Linked DNA regions of Mus musculus: region 1 is linked to region 2. A link is a contact called in public promoter capture Hi-C data. All regions are on one chromosome and are shown on one strand. The core of a region is the stretch at or near the end of the contact, and the rest is flanking DNA. Distances in the headings are between cores, read along the strand shown. Region 1 holds the start of Ulk3 (unc-51-like kinase 3). Region 2 holds the start of Trcg1 (taste receptor cell gene 1).

What was found. Capture Hi-C pulls out chosen DNA fragments and counts their contacts.
Region 1: a contact with region 2 is called in a promoter capture Hi-C map of adipose tissue. The contact joins the promoter of Ulk3 here to the promoter of Trcg1 in region 2. A contact is called at or near these places in 2 of 39 promoter capture datasets (embryonic stem cells and hippocampal neurons), 1 of 484 Hi-C or Micro-C datasets (Sertoli cells), 1 of 115 datasets of contacts at active chromatin or transcription factors (large pre-B cells) and 1 of 9 other capture datasets (adipose tissue).

The regions. Positions count from the first base shown.
Region 1 is chr9:57,584,516-57,591,626 of GRCm38.p6, reverse strand. Ulk3 (unc-51-like kinase 3) reads right to left here and starts at 2,175. Exons shown (of 16, transcript NM_027895.1): 1 at 1,941-2,175; 2 at 1,163-1,303; 3 at 846-966; 4 at 309-413. The coding sequence starts at 2,042. It overlaps Scamp2 (secretory carrier membrane protein 2), which reads right to left. Exons shown (of 9, transcript NM_022813.3): 8 at 4,427-4,547; 9 at 2,829-4,205. The coding sequence ends at 4,071.
Region 2 is chr9:57,231,142-57,237,992 of GRCm38.p6, reverse strand. Trcg1 (taste receptor cell gene 1) reads right to left here and starts at 1,437. Exons shown (of 13, transcript NM_001014398.2): 1 at 1,369-1,437.

The DNA of each region.
Region 1 (7,111 bases), core at 926-3,425, 350 kb before region 2:
TAAGAACAGAGCTCACAGACTGATCCTGGATGCTGGTCACACATTGGCACTAGTTCCAGACTGAACCCCAACTCTAATTCAGACTTGATCCCTAGCTCCACCCACCACCCTGCAGGACAGAAAGTGTGGGCAGCCTGGGAATGGGTGCTACCTTTTGGCGCCGGGCTCAGCTCTACACCTCCTGATCTGTCACTAATGACTTAACAGAGCGACCCCTGGGAACCAGGCCGCTGAGGAAGCAGCACAGCCAGGAGCTCACTGTTCACCCACTCTAAATGAACTGCCACCCTGCTGTTCCAGACGCAGACCTGCCAGTTTCAGGTGGGGCTTCTCCAAAGAGCTCAGCAGGATGTTCTGCGGTTTCAGATCCAAGTGAGAGATGTTTCGTTCATGCAGGAACTGCAGGGCACTAGCTGAGGAGTCAGCCACCAGAAAATAAGTCAGAGCCTCTTTCCCACCTGCCTCTCCCCTCCCCAGGCCTCCACCTATCCCCGTACAGCTCTATTACTGCAGCGCTGTTCTGGCTGAGCTACAGAATATATAGAAGCAACAGACTCTGGCTACTTCTAAGAGTTCCCAAGTGCCTGTTCTCTGTACCCTTCATAAAACCACCCTCCCTTCAAGGAGCCTCCAGAAAAGCCCCAGCCCTTAAGGACGTTGCATTCTCCCTCACTAAAGCACTTGGGTTCCACCTACTGGGCCCTGGAAGATGCCACAAGGTTCTTACATCATGTTCTCCATGTGGAAGCCTGAATTCCCTACAGATGCTAGGGACACAACATGGCAGACTGCAAAGCATTGGGATAGGGGAGAAGAAGCCACGGGGTGTGTCACAAGCTTTTTACCCAACTGCTGCATGAAAACACGGGCCACCTTCTCAGGCAGGATCCTGCGGGTATGAATGAAGCGAGACAGGTCACCCCCTGCACAGAACTCCATGATGAGGTAGATATTGTCATTGTCCCACTGTGGTTGCAAGTAAAGAGAGAGAGCGTGAGTTCCAGGACAGCCAGGGCTATACAGAGAAACCCTGTCTTGAACCCCCCCCAAAAAAAGGGAGCGAGAGAGAGAGAGAGAGAGAGAGAGAGAGAGAGAGAGAGACAGCTTTAGGCGCTGTCCCTTCTCCAGCCGCCTTTGGAGGCACCCCTTCCTGGGCTCAGACCTGGAAGTCTTTCAGCTGCACGATATGGGGGTGCCGAATGCCCTTGAGGATCTCAATCTCAGTCAGGAGGTTTTCCACTGACGCCTTGTTGAGACTCTTCTTGGCCACGCATTTTATGGCTACCACTTCCCGAGTATCCTTCTGTGGTACAGAAAATTTGGGGTGTCTGTTTTGAAGGGGCCGACCCCATGGGCTGGAGTGGGCTCTGAGTCTGCAAACTTTCCCCTGTTTGGAGTCTGTCCACTCTCCATGGACCTCCAAGTTTCCCAGCTTCCACGTCTCAAATCAACGAGGCATCCGGATTCGGGAATCCCACCCCAGCAAGTGTTCTCCAACGCCGTGCTTCTAACCCACCGCATCACTTTCTAGAGGGGGGGCGGGGAGGGTTAGGGGGCGGGGGATGTCACTATTTAAAGAGCTATCCACTCTGCATTCTAACTGGTGCTGCCTCCTGGGAGTCTGACCCCAGACTCCTCCCAGCCCCTAAGGCAACTTCCGTGCAGAGCCGGTTCTTCAGCCACTGACACAGAGATTCCCTTAGGTCATCGCCCGCACCTCCAGACCAAACTGGCGTGGCTGTTTTTAAAACCTAAAAGGGGCGGTTAGCTCCAGCCTCCTCTACCAGCTTGGGCAGCCACTGTGGCCTTACTGCTCTCAAGGCGGTCGCCTTTCCTGCTCAGCTTGGCCCGTGACCCAGCCGGGCTTGCAGGGAGTTGGCTGGCACGGGAGTCGGGTGCCCGGCGCCGGGACACCTCCGGCACGACCCGCCCACACCCACCTTGGCGTAGGCCTTGTACACCGTGGCGTACGTGCCACTGCCCAGGCGCTCGGTAAGGATGAAACCGTCCAGCCGAGGGAGACCCCAGCTGGGCCCAGCCATCCCGCGCCCGCCGCCAGGTGCTTCCTGGTTCGGGGTGCAGGTTCCGGCCAGCAGAGAAGCTGGGGGCGCTCGAGGGGCGGCGAGGCGGGACTCCGCAGGGCCCCGGCGCTGCCCGCCGGAAGCGCGGCTCGACACCTCCCCTCCGAGGCTCCTCCCCGCCGGCAGCGGGCTGGGTGACACCCTCTGCCAAGGATTGCCAGGCAGGTTTCAGACACTGAGGCTTTAGTGGGTGTAGAGTTGTGTCGAGGACTGCGGACACGATCACATGGGAATGGCATCCTAGAGACCACCTACGTAGGGGGCGGGAGGAAGAGCCTGGCTCACTCCCTGCCCTTCAAGACCAGAAGCAGTGGATATGAAAATCCCAGGGCCCCACAGGGTGACGAGGGAGAACGGACTCCAGCAAGTTCTTCTCTGATCATCACACGTGCTCTGGCCCTTATTCATTCGTTTATTTGGTTTTGGAAGACAAGGTTTCTCTGAGTAGCCCTGGCTCTCCTGGAACTTACTTTGTAGAGCAGTCTGGCCTCGGAGTGCTGGGACTAACGGTATGTGCCACTATGCTTGGCGAAAAACAATTTAAATGCCTTTGGAAGAGACCAAGTTGCCATTGCCAGGGTCCTCGATTCTGCCTTTCAACTCTTTCCCTAGAGTTGAGTGGTCTGTCGTCCAGCACAGCTCAGCCACCAACAACCTTAACTGTCACCTCACCTATCTTAGTAGGCCCTTAGTCTGTACTTCAGTAGGCTATAGCCCTCCCAAGTCCACCATTGACATCAGGGCCAGTGCTGTCCGAAAATCTTTTTATTTAAGCACAAAAATTGAGACATGACATATACATCTGTACATGGAGGAAAATAATACCAGGAAGTTTACAAAACCCCGGTGGCTGACATTACCACTTGGTGGCTCTAGGGCTGACAGCATGAGGGTAGTCTCAGGAGGGCCCCAGTTCCCAGGGGCAGGAGACTGGCCAGCTTGGTGAGCTCTCGCAGTACTGACAAAACACAGGGTCCAGGTTTCCACAGCGGCTTCTTAGGTGCCACTGCAGTGACACACCCGTGGAGCCCCCAGGACAAGTAGAAAGGGACCTAGACTCCATTGTGGGAAGAACCCTCAGAAAGAAGGCTCGGCAGTCCTGCCTGCAGGACATAGTTCAGGACTGATTTCTTCCAAAAGACCCTAAGCGTTTTAAGAGGTGAGTATTGCTGAAGATAGGCAGGGGCCAAGCTAAGGCAGAGGGGCAGAGTCCCTTGGGAGGAGAGAAGCCAAAACAAGCAGACATCTACCCTCTCACAAGACTGGTAGAGGCTGGGCAGGACTTGACTTACTTGTCTTCGTCCCCTCCTCATCCCCCAAGTCTCAACCAACCCCACTTACTGTACATTCAGAAGTCTGAAGAGAGGCTAGGGAGGGCCCCCAGAGGGCACAAGGTGCTATCACACATGAGTCGTAGCAGGCACAGGGTCATGACTCGGTTGTGAAGAACACCAGGAGCTCACCGGAAGAGGACTTGGGAGACTTCTGTGCTCCCACCCAGAACACAGCTCACCTAGAGTAGAGCCACTGGGGGACTTAGGAAGCCCAAGCATGAAAGGCAAGGTTGTGGAGACCCAATACACATGGAGCCTGTAGAGGGAGGGAGTGAAGTACAGGGTGCCTGTGGAAAATCCCCAGTACAGTGAGCCCAGGTTGGCCCATGATCCCAAGCACATGAGTCCATTTGTTTTCAGGGAAAACAGTCCCATTGCTTCCAGACAAAATCAGACCAAGCCACCATTAGAAAAGGAAAGACAGCTTTGTTATTTTTTCTTTTCCCATGTGTTTTTTTTTTTTTTAAAGTCCTTGTCCCTTCCTCTCCTTCCCTCTTGTAGAGGAGAAAGCTGACTACTGAGGGAGGAGCAGGGACAAGACAAATCCCTGCCAGGTCTGTGCTGGTGTAGTCACTGCATAAGGCACCCGAGGAAAGTGCAGCTCAGAAGACAGTTGACAGAGAGGCCAGGGCTCAGGGAAGGAGAGTCGGGAAGCCTAATTCCCCTGAAAGGCTCCTCGGGCAGCAGATGAGGCAGCCCCGCGAAAGGTTCTGCTGCTGAAGATACCCTGGGAGAACTCTTCCTGGGCCTGCTGGAAGCTGGCTCCTGTTCGGCGGTAGAAGGCGTGTACCTAGGGAAGGAGGCTGGGGTGAGAAGAGCCCAGAGCAAACCTAGCCATCAGGGTATGGTGGCAGCCACTGGAGGGGTCAACCCTGCCTGGCTGCTTACCCATAGCCTTGGATGAGGTGCTGGGCCCCTGAGAGCTTCAGGAGCAAGGCATATTTAGATTTGTGCCTGCCCAGGAGAGATGGGCATTTTACTGGGGTTCGCTGTTGGCTCTGTCCTACTTACCCGCTGCAGGAGGAAGAGTGAAAGCCCAGCACAGAGGGTAAAGAAGCCAGCCACTACCATCATGATGATGGTCACAGCTAAGGGCCCATTTTTCATCGTAGATAGGGCTGCAAGCCAACCACTACAAAAGGAGAACGCAGAGGTGAGGTAAGATTGAGACTCAGAAGTCCCCAAGAGGAGCACTTCTCCCAAATGGCTGTGTCCTGACCACCACCTGGACATTTCCCAGCCGCACAGGGAGCCTTGTGGTTCAATGACCTTTCTCTGTGAGTGAACAGGCTGTGAGTGCTGACAGGCCCACACCGGCCCAGCATGAGCTCTCCTGAGGTCTCAGAGGTGGGGTCATGTCTTCCTGCCCAGTGAGGTTTGGAAAGGAGATACAGCAAGCCCCTTGCCAGGAGCAGCCCAAAGCTCAGTGCTGCTGACTGAGGGGGGGGACTGGGAAGACCGGGCTTTCACAGAGGACTCTGGCGAGAGGAGCACTGGCCAGCCTGTTGCCTCTACTCTGTCACCTCAGTTGTTAGTGGTTGTCACCCCCCAGAGCCTCAGTGTCCTTAGCTGTAAAGGGATTATTCTCACACTACCTGATGTCAAGACTTACAACAAAGCTACAGGGATCAAAGCAGTGTCGGAATAGCGGGAAGAGCAATGCCATAGGCTTCAGTGTCCAGATGTACATATTTTTAGAATTATTTTCTGGGGATTGGCAAGATGGCTCAGCGGTTAAGAGCATTGACTGTTCTTCTGAAGGTCCTGAGTTCAAATCCCAGCAACCACATGGTGGCTCACAACCATCTGTAATGAGATCTGACACCCTTTTCTGGTGCGTCTGAAGACAGCTACAGTGTACTTAGATATAATAATAAATAAATCTTTAAAACAAACAAACAAAAAAAAAAAGAGAGAGAAAAGAACACTGACTGCTCTTCTAGAAGTCCTGAGTTCAATTCCTGGCTACCACATGGTGGCTCACAACCATCTGTAATGGGATCCAGTGCCCTCTTCTGGTGTGTCTGAAGACAGCTACAGTGTACTCATATACATAAATAAATAATTCTAAAAAAAATTGTTTTTCAGTTTTTTTTTTTCTGTGCATTGTTGTTGTGTCTGTGTGAAGGTGTCAGATCCCCTGGAACCAGAGCCACACACAGTTGTGAGCTGCCATGTGGGTACTAGGAATTGAACCAGGATACTCTGGTATAGCAGCCAGTGCTATTAACCATCAAGCCATCTCTCCAGAACCCCCAATCTATTTTTTAGGGTCCTAAAACCAAGGGGATAGAGAGGTGGTTCAGTGGGTGAAGGTACTTGATGCCAAGCTTGGTGGTAGAGTTTGATACTCAGGACCCACATGGTGGAAGAGAAGAACTTATCCTGGAACCTTCACATACATGTCCTGGCATGCATGCTCCCCCTCCCCGGTCTCCTGATAAATACAAGGAATAATAAAAAAAAAATTGTTGGGGCTGGAGAGTTGGCTCAGCAGTTAAAAGCACAGACTGCTCTTTCGAAGGTCCTGAGTTCAATTCCCAGCAACCAACATGATGGCTCACAACCATCTGTAATGAGATCTGACACCCTCTTCTGGTGTGTCTGAAGACAGCTACAGTGTACTTATATATAATAAATAAATCTTTAAAAAAAATTGTTAACACCCTAAAGGGAAACTGATGGTCTCTTTACAAATGGTATCTGAACAACTGATCCTTACTTTAATCATACATGAAAATTAACTCAAAGTAGGACAAAGATTTAATTGTAAGACCTATAAAACTCTTGGAAAGGCTAGGCATGGTGGTACATGCATTTAGTCCCCAGTACTGGGGAGGCAGAAGCAGAAGAACATACATTCTAGGACAGCCAGGTCTACATAGTAACCAGGATGACAAGGACCACAGAGAGACTCTGTCTCAAAAAAACAAACAAATGAACTTGTAGAAGAAAACAGGAAGTAAGTTTCATGACACTGAAGTGTAACACTAAAAGCAAAAGCAGCAAAGAGCACTGCAGAGGCAGGAAGCAGCTCCGCAGGGGAAGGAGTTGCCACTGCATCTGACAGCCCGAGTCTGATCCACAGAACACACACAATGGAAGAAGAGAGCTGACTCACAAATCTCAACCTCTGCTTCCACATTGAGGTGTATACATGTGACCCCACATGAACACGCATGGACACATGGGCATACACATACACACAGAGAGGAAAGAAAATGATCACAGAAGGTCTAAGGGAAGGCAAGAACAGGCAGGAGCCAGCTGAGCTTACTGAGTTCAAGGCAGTGAAGGCAGGGTCAGGACCAGACCACAAACCTCAGACTCTGTCGAGAGTGCAAATATTAATTGTAGCATGCCCCACCCCACCCCACCCCACCCCATTTATTTGTTTGTTTGTTTGCTTTGAGCCACTGTCTTACTATGTAACCCTAGCGATCCTAGATCTTTTTATATAGACCAGGGTCGCCTCAAACTAAGAGATCCACTTACCTCTGCCCTCCTGAGTGCTGGGATTAAATGAGTGTGTTACCATGTTCAGCTTATTTGTTTTTTGAGACCCTGGTTCTCCAGGCTGGCCCAGAACTTATTGCATAGCCCAGGCTAACCTTAAGCTTCCAGTCATCCTGCCTCATCTCCCAAGTGCTGGGATCACAGACACGGGCCACCCACACTTAAAGTAATAATGAAGCT
Region 2 (6,851 bases), core at 188-2,687:
TGTCCCCTGGATACCCAGGTCTGACCTGGTACCCCTGGTGCTGCCAAGAAGCCTCTGCCCTCTAGGAGGAGGATGGAGATTGGCTCTAACACTTTGTGCCACTCTTGCCAGGTGGGCGGGGCTACTGCTTTCCAGACAGCCTCAGGCTGAGGAAAATCCTGTCTGTTATGGCTCTAGTCTTCTTCTTTTTCTTCTTCTTCTTCTTTTCTTTTTTGCTTTTTCGAGACAGGGTTTCTCTGTATAGCCCTGGCTGTTCTGGAACTCACTCTGTAGACCAGGCTGGCCTCGAAATCAGAAATCCGCCTGCCTCTGCCTCCCGAGTGCTGGGATTAAAGGCATGTGCCACCACTGCCCGGCTAAATTTTTCTCTTTTTTCTTTATTTTTATTTTATTTTATTTTTGATGGCTCTATTCTAAAGAGTAAGCCTTGCTCATACTGCAAGACTCTGGGTTCCCATCTGCCCCTCTGACACCCTCCTGACCAGACTGAGCTCAAACTGTCAAACTGGAATTAGTTGAGACCACAGTGGGAAAAGCTGTAGCTGCCTAGGGAGCCAGGCATATGGTATACTTTCAACCTGGCACTTAGAAGTCAGAGGCAGGGGATCATCATGAGTTTGAGGGCAACCAGCTTGGTCTACATAGTGAGTCCCTGTCTAAAAAGAAATAAAGTAAGTAAATAAGAAAGTAAATAAATAGAGACCAAACCAGTCTGGACTTTCCTGGTTATGCAGGGTTGGAAACTTAGCTACTCAGAAGGCTAAGGCAGGAAAATGGTAAATTCAAGGCCTGCCTAGGCAACTTATCAAGATCTTGTCTCAAAAGTAAGTAAAACAGAGGCTAGTGTCACATTTCAGTGGTGGAGTACTCTCCTGGAGTTACTTTGCAAAGACTCTGGGTTCAAGTCCCAGTGGGAAGAGAATGAAATCAGGATTTGGCATGTCTGAAAACTGAGAAATAATCTCTTGTCAGAATCAGTGTTAAGGCTATGGCAAGTGTCTAGGATCACTGTGGATGAGGGCGAGGCTCTTCTAGCTCTCCCTGGCCAGATGCAATCCCACCTGCACTTGGAGTAAGTTGAATGGAATCTGGCCTCACACCAATGTCACAAAATGTCAGCAAAGTAAGGACGAGATTCCTAAGTGCTAGTCTGTCCCAAGGTCCAGCCACAGGGCTTGATAATATTTTTCATGTGGGTCAATTTCAATCCTCTAGTAAGGACTCTCTAGTAGGTTCTCTTCTTCTTAAAGCCCCATGATACGGACACCTACACCTCAGCCCTGTCACTCTCAGTCCCTAACAGCCAAGTGCTGGGGAGCCCTCTTACCCTGGTAACTAAGTCATGGATTCCCACAGGTTGTATCCTACCTTGTACTCTCTGCAGTAGATGTTGTGCACGGTCTTCTTGTGTCCTGGCTCAGAGAGAATGTGTACATGCTCCAAGGGTCTTGAGGGGTTAGTAGGTATGGTGGAACACACGGGGATGGGTTCTGAACCAGGTAGACATTTGCCTAGACACACAGGCAGCTGGGCCAGCAGATGCTCATCTTTGCTTACATATCTTCTAATAGGAACCTTCCTAGTTTCAGAGATGGGGCACCAAGGCCCCATCCTCTTCCTGGTACCCTCTTCCTGTTTGAGAAAGAGTGTCATGGAGTCTTTCACTATTCATGAGACCTTAGTCCCTGGATGTCATCTTGGTCATCAGAGAGGGCACTATGAGGCTCAGCCCAACAAGGACAAGACAAGACTGGAGATTTCTGTAAAGACTAGGTAGGAAAGAGTGGGGTGTCTAGGACTCCACCCAGTTCCTTTCCAATTTAGAATTCTTTTTTTTTTTTTTTGAGACAGGGTTTCTCTGTATAGTTCCTGGCTGTCCTGGAACTCATTTTGTAGACCAGGCTGGCCTCGAACTCAGAAATCCGCTTGCCTCTGCCTCCTGAGTGCTGGGATTAAAGGTGTGCGCCATCACGCCCAGGTCAGAATTCTTCATGTGGTACTAGAGGTCTCAGTACTGGGTCAATCCCAGGCCAAAACCAGCCTAACTTCTCTCACATGCCCTGGCTATGTTCTTGCTACAGAGAGACATATGAGAGAGACTGTCTAACCACTGTGCTTCCAGGACAAGAGTTCCAGGCAGGAAGAACAGCCAGAATGGGTCCCACAGCTAAAGGTGTGAATTGGGTCAGTGTGTGTGTGTGTGTGTGTGTGTGTGTGTGTGTGTGTGTATGTATGTATGTATGTGTGCACGCACACGAGCACACACTTGCACATGCACATACTTACTACGGAGGTATATACAAATGAGGGAAGTCACAATCCCGGGATTCCCCAATCTTTGATTCTCTGCTGATCTCAAGGTTCAAGCCGTGGATCCTTCAGGGTCTAGGAAAGGTCTTGGTTAACATTCTGCCAGCTTCTTCTCATCTAGTTCTGGTTCATCATTCCATCTTCTAAGCTGGTGGTGAGAGCTAGAAGCATTCTGTGAACCCTGCCAGAAGCTAGGTCAAGTGGCTAGTTCTACTGAACCAGGCAGTCTGATTGGCTATTATCAAGATTTCCTGGCCCATCTTTAGCCTCATAGGATACTGCTGCTCATTCTGAGGAATAACGATGCCCTGCTGGGACGCCAACCCAAGACTCAAATCTTACCTCCAAAGGGGCTTCTGCTTCCTCTTCCTGCTCTTTTCTTCCAGGCTGGCCCCTGGCCTGACAATGTCCTCTTACTGCTTATTTGTGTGATGGTAGAAGAGAATTAAACCATTGAGCTGGACAAGATGGTGCATACCCACAGTCTCAGCAGCTGGGAGGTGGAGACAGGAGAATCAGGAATTCAATGACTGCCCCAGCCACAAAGGAATTTCAATCTACCTGAGACCCTATCTCAAAATTACAGTTTGTTTTTGTTGGGTTAGTTCTCCTGTGGTCCAGACTGACCTTGAACTCAATATGTTGCTAAGGATAGCCTTGTACTCCTGATCTTCTTGACTATGTCTCTCAGGTTCCGGGATTTCAGGTATGAGATGTCACACCTAGGTTACTTTCTTATTTTTTTTTTTAAAGAGATTTATTTATTTAATGTGAGTACACTGTTGCTACCTTCAGACCCACCAGAAGAGGGCATTGCATCCCATTACAGATGGTTGTGAGCTACCATGTGGTTGCTGGGAATTGAACTCAGGACCACTGGAAGAGCAATCAGTGCTCTGAACAGCTGAGCCATCTCTCCAGCCCACTTTCTTATTTTTGAAACATGTTCTTCCTGAGTTGCCTAGGTTGGCCTTGAACTCACTCTATATCCCAGGCTGGATCTGAACTTTCAGTCTCTTCCACGTCACCTTCCTGTGTAGCGGGGATCACAGGCCGGGCTAGTTGTGCTTGAGAGGTTTTGCTTTGTTTTGAGGCAGGGTTTCACGTATCCAACATTAATCTCAGACTCGCTGTGACCGGGAATAACCTCAGTATAGAAGCCCCAACAAGCAAGTACTGGGACTATAAACTTCTACCACTCTCCCTGGCCTTGATTTTTGAGTTTTGCTAAGACTCCAAGGAGTCTTTAATAATTTCCTTCTGCTAAGCACAGATATTCATGAACAGGTACTTAGAAACTGCTTGTGCTAAACAACACCTCATGGTATCAACACCTCGTGGGCCTGCATGTGGCAATAAGCAAGACAGAACCTAGGACCTCTGCCTTTGTTTTATACAAGTCCTTTACTTTGGGTCGTTTGCTTGCCTGTGCGTATAGACATGTTAATCACTCAGTGATGTCTGTCTGAAAATGTGTGATACCTAACCTGTCTCCCTCTACTTCAAGGCTAAAGGCAGAGCAAGATAAGGAACTGAGGCATCTTACTGTCAGCTTTTACAGTGTCTTGCTCCAGACTCCTAACATCCACACAAAGCTGTCTGGTCATTCATTGTCCTAAGCTTGCAGTTGCCTTGGATTTCAAAACACTGAAGCTTGAAAGAGTGCTGGACTTACAGGCATTGAGTCACCATACCAGGCGGAAATGAATAATCGTCTCATGGGAACCAAATTACCCTCTTCACATGACAGCAGTGCTAACTTCTTCAAACTACCCTAGAGAAGCAGATCTGAGGTAGTGGTCAACCGTCAGGCACATTGGCCAAGACTCTTCCCACTTCCTGCCATAGTTTTCAAATGGTGGCACAGGCCTGTGATCCCAGCAGTTGGGAGAAAGAGGCTAAAGGAAAGTTGTAGATTCAAGGCCAGCCTACTCTACATAGGAGGTTCCACACACTACACAGCAAGAGCTTGTTTCAACAAAACAAAACAGGCTTACATGTTGGTACCTCAGAGACAGACCTGGAGGGATGGAGATGTCAGTCAGTTCATAGTATGCTTGCCCCTCATGCTCAAGACCTGGTTCAATGCCCAGGGTAGCATTAACTGGGCATAGTGACACACAGCTGTAATCTCAGCACTCCAAGGATGGGGACAGGAAGGTCAGAAGTCCAAAGTCATCTCAAGAGAGACATAACAAGTTCAAGGTCAATCTGGGCCAAAGGAGACTGTTAGCATAAGAGGGAGGGGACTGGCTCGAGTTATTTCGACCCTTATCTGGCTTTCCCAACGTGGCCCTATTGAGATAAATCTTCTCTCGGTTTTCCACCGTTATTCTCTTCTTAAATTGGCACATTGGGTTGGGTGATGTAATCTAGCCTGCCTAGAGCTGATAGAGATGGCACTTTGCCCTGAAACGCCAGTATCTAGACTCACCACATATATGCTACTGTAGCCACTGGAAGACTATATTTGTAGCCTATATTTGTAGCCTATATTTGTATAGGATCTCTGGTTTTGGTTAGGAGCTGACAGTTGCCATAGTCTTAGAACTAGGAGTGTTAATGCTTCTGGGTTCACCTTGGACCTTGTCCTCTCAGTGGAAGTTAGAGTTACCTTTCGTCTCCCCTCTCCCTCCCTGTCCCTTACTGTTACCAGCTCTTCCTTTAGTCAGGGTCTTGCTGTATAATCTTGTTCTGATCCTTTCTGCCTCAGCCTTCCAGATAACAGGCATGCAATACATGCCTGTCCCCTCCCTCCCCACCCCCCATATCACATTTTAGGTTTTACTTTTTACTTTTTTTCATTTTTGAGATAGGTTCTTACTATGTAGACCAGGCTGGCCTTGAACTCAGATCCATTTGCCTTTACCTCCCAAGTATTGGGACCAATGATGCGCGTGAACCTTCCTGGCAAACTTTCTCTTAAACATCTCTGATTTAAATATGCATCTTCTGGTTGAATACAGGAAAGCTGGGCTCCTAATGACCTTGCTACAGCCAGTGGGGTTGTGTTTGCTCGTGCAAAGCATATTCCTAATTTCTTGTTTGACTTCCGAGATGGCTGTCATGAAAATCAACTCTGCTTACTGGATGGTTTTCTTGAGTCTACAGTGATCTCAGTCTTCCTTGGGTTTGGTCCAAAGCTGGGGAAGTATATTCAGCCTGCAAACGGGTATGCCCTAGAGATATCAGTGGGTGAGTGTGAGGAAATGTAGAAATGGCCTGGAGAGCCAGTTGTTCTTCTGGGTAATTCAGAGTCAATGGAGACCAGGAAGCCACAGATAAGTTCTTAGAGAGGCATTCTGTAGTGGGACATGGGTTCTTAGAGGATCCTCACAGGACTGGCACCATGGGACAGGACGACTGGCTTCAAGACACTCTACCTTGCCTTTCCTTCCTTGCTGCCTCTGACCCTATCTCCATCCCTCTGATTTTTATCCCTCAGAAAGCTGCTGGAGCCTAGGACAGTGTTGCAGACAGAATGATCACGAGTTTAAATCCAGTCTGGGTAACTTAGTGCAACCCTTCTTTCCAAACCTGAAAAGAAGGCCAAGGTTGTAGCTCACTAGTGGAGTGTCATCATCTTGGAGGCCTTTGGTTCAATCCCTGGTCCCATCTCCACACCTCATGTGAGGTGGAAGGGAGAGCAAGCTGCTAGAACCCACAGGCTTCATGTCGGGCTCCTCTGGGGGAATCTAACCTCGGACAATATAGGCGTGGCTCTTTCTAGAGCTCATGATCCAATGGCAGTGAGTCCCAACCACACCTCGGTTGCTGAAGCAGGGATCCAGTTGCTATGGACATGGGAGAGGTACAGGGCTGTGGTTAAGGCAAGGCTGGTTGACACAGCAGCTCTGGGCCACAGGTTTTCCCAATTAGTCTCCAGGACCAACAGCATTAGCACCACTTGGCAATTTAGCAAGAGATCCAGACTCTGACTCCACCCTCAAACTACTATGTCAGAGAGTATGGGGTGAAGCCAACCTCTGTGCTTCCCCGACCTCTGTGTGAGTCTCAGTTGGATGACATCTGAAAACCACGATCATTATCTGTCTTGAGCTCTTCTGGTCAGTATTGGTGCTTACATTTCCAGGCACACATCGTTTCTGTTTCTCCTGGGACCATTTTGAGACAAAATCAACAGCAGTTTATTTATCTTGTTTTTTTAACAGCAGTTTTTTTTTAAATGTTTCTTCATCCATTATTTATATCTACATTTATAGATAGATAGATATCTTTTATCTGGGGTGGCTGTGGGGGGGGGGGGCGGTGGTGTTGAAGCAGCATCTCACTATAGCCCAGGCTGGCTTTGATCTCAGTCCACCTGCCTCAGCACAGGCTGTTTGTGTGTTTTTATGTTTATGTCCTTTAAAAATTCCTTTTAAAAAATTTTTGATTCTTTGTGAATTTCACCTCATGCACCCCAATCCTGCTCATCTCCCCAAACTTTTGTATCCACAGTCTGCACTTGCAACCTCCCTGCCAAAAGGAAGTAAGATTCAAAACAGAACATTTTGTCATGAAACCTATAGTGTGTCACA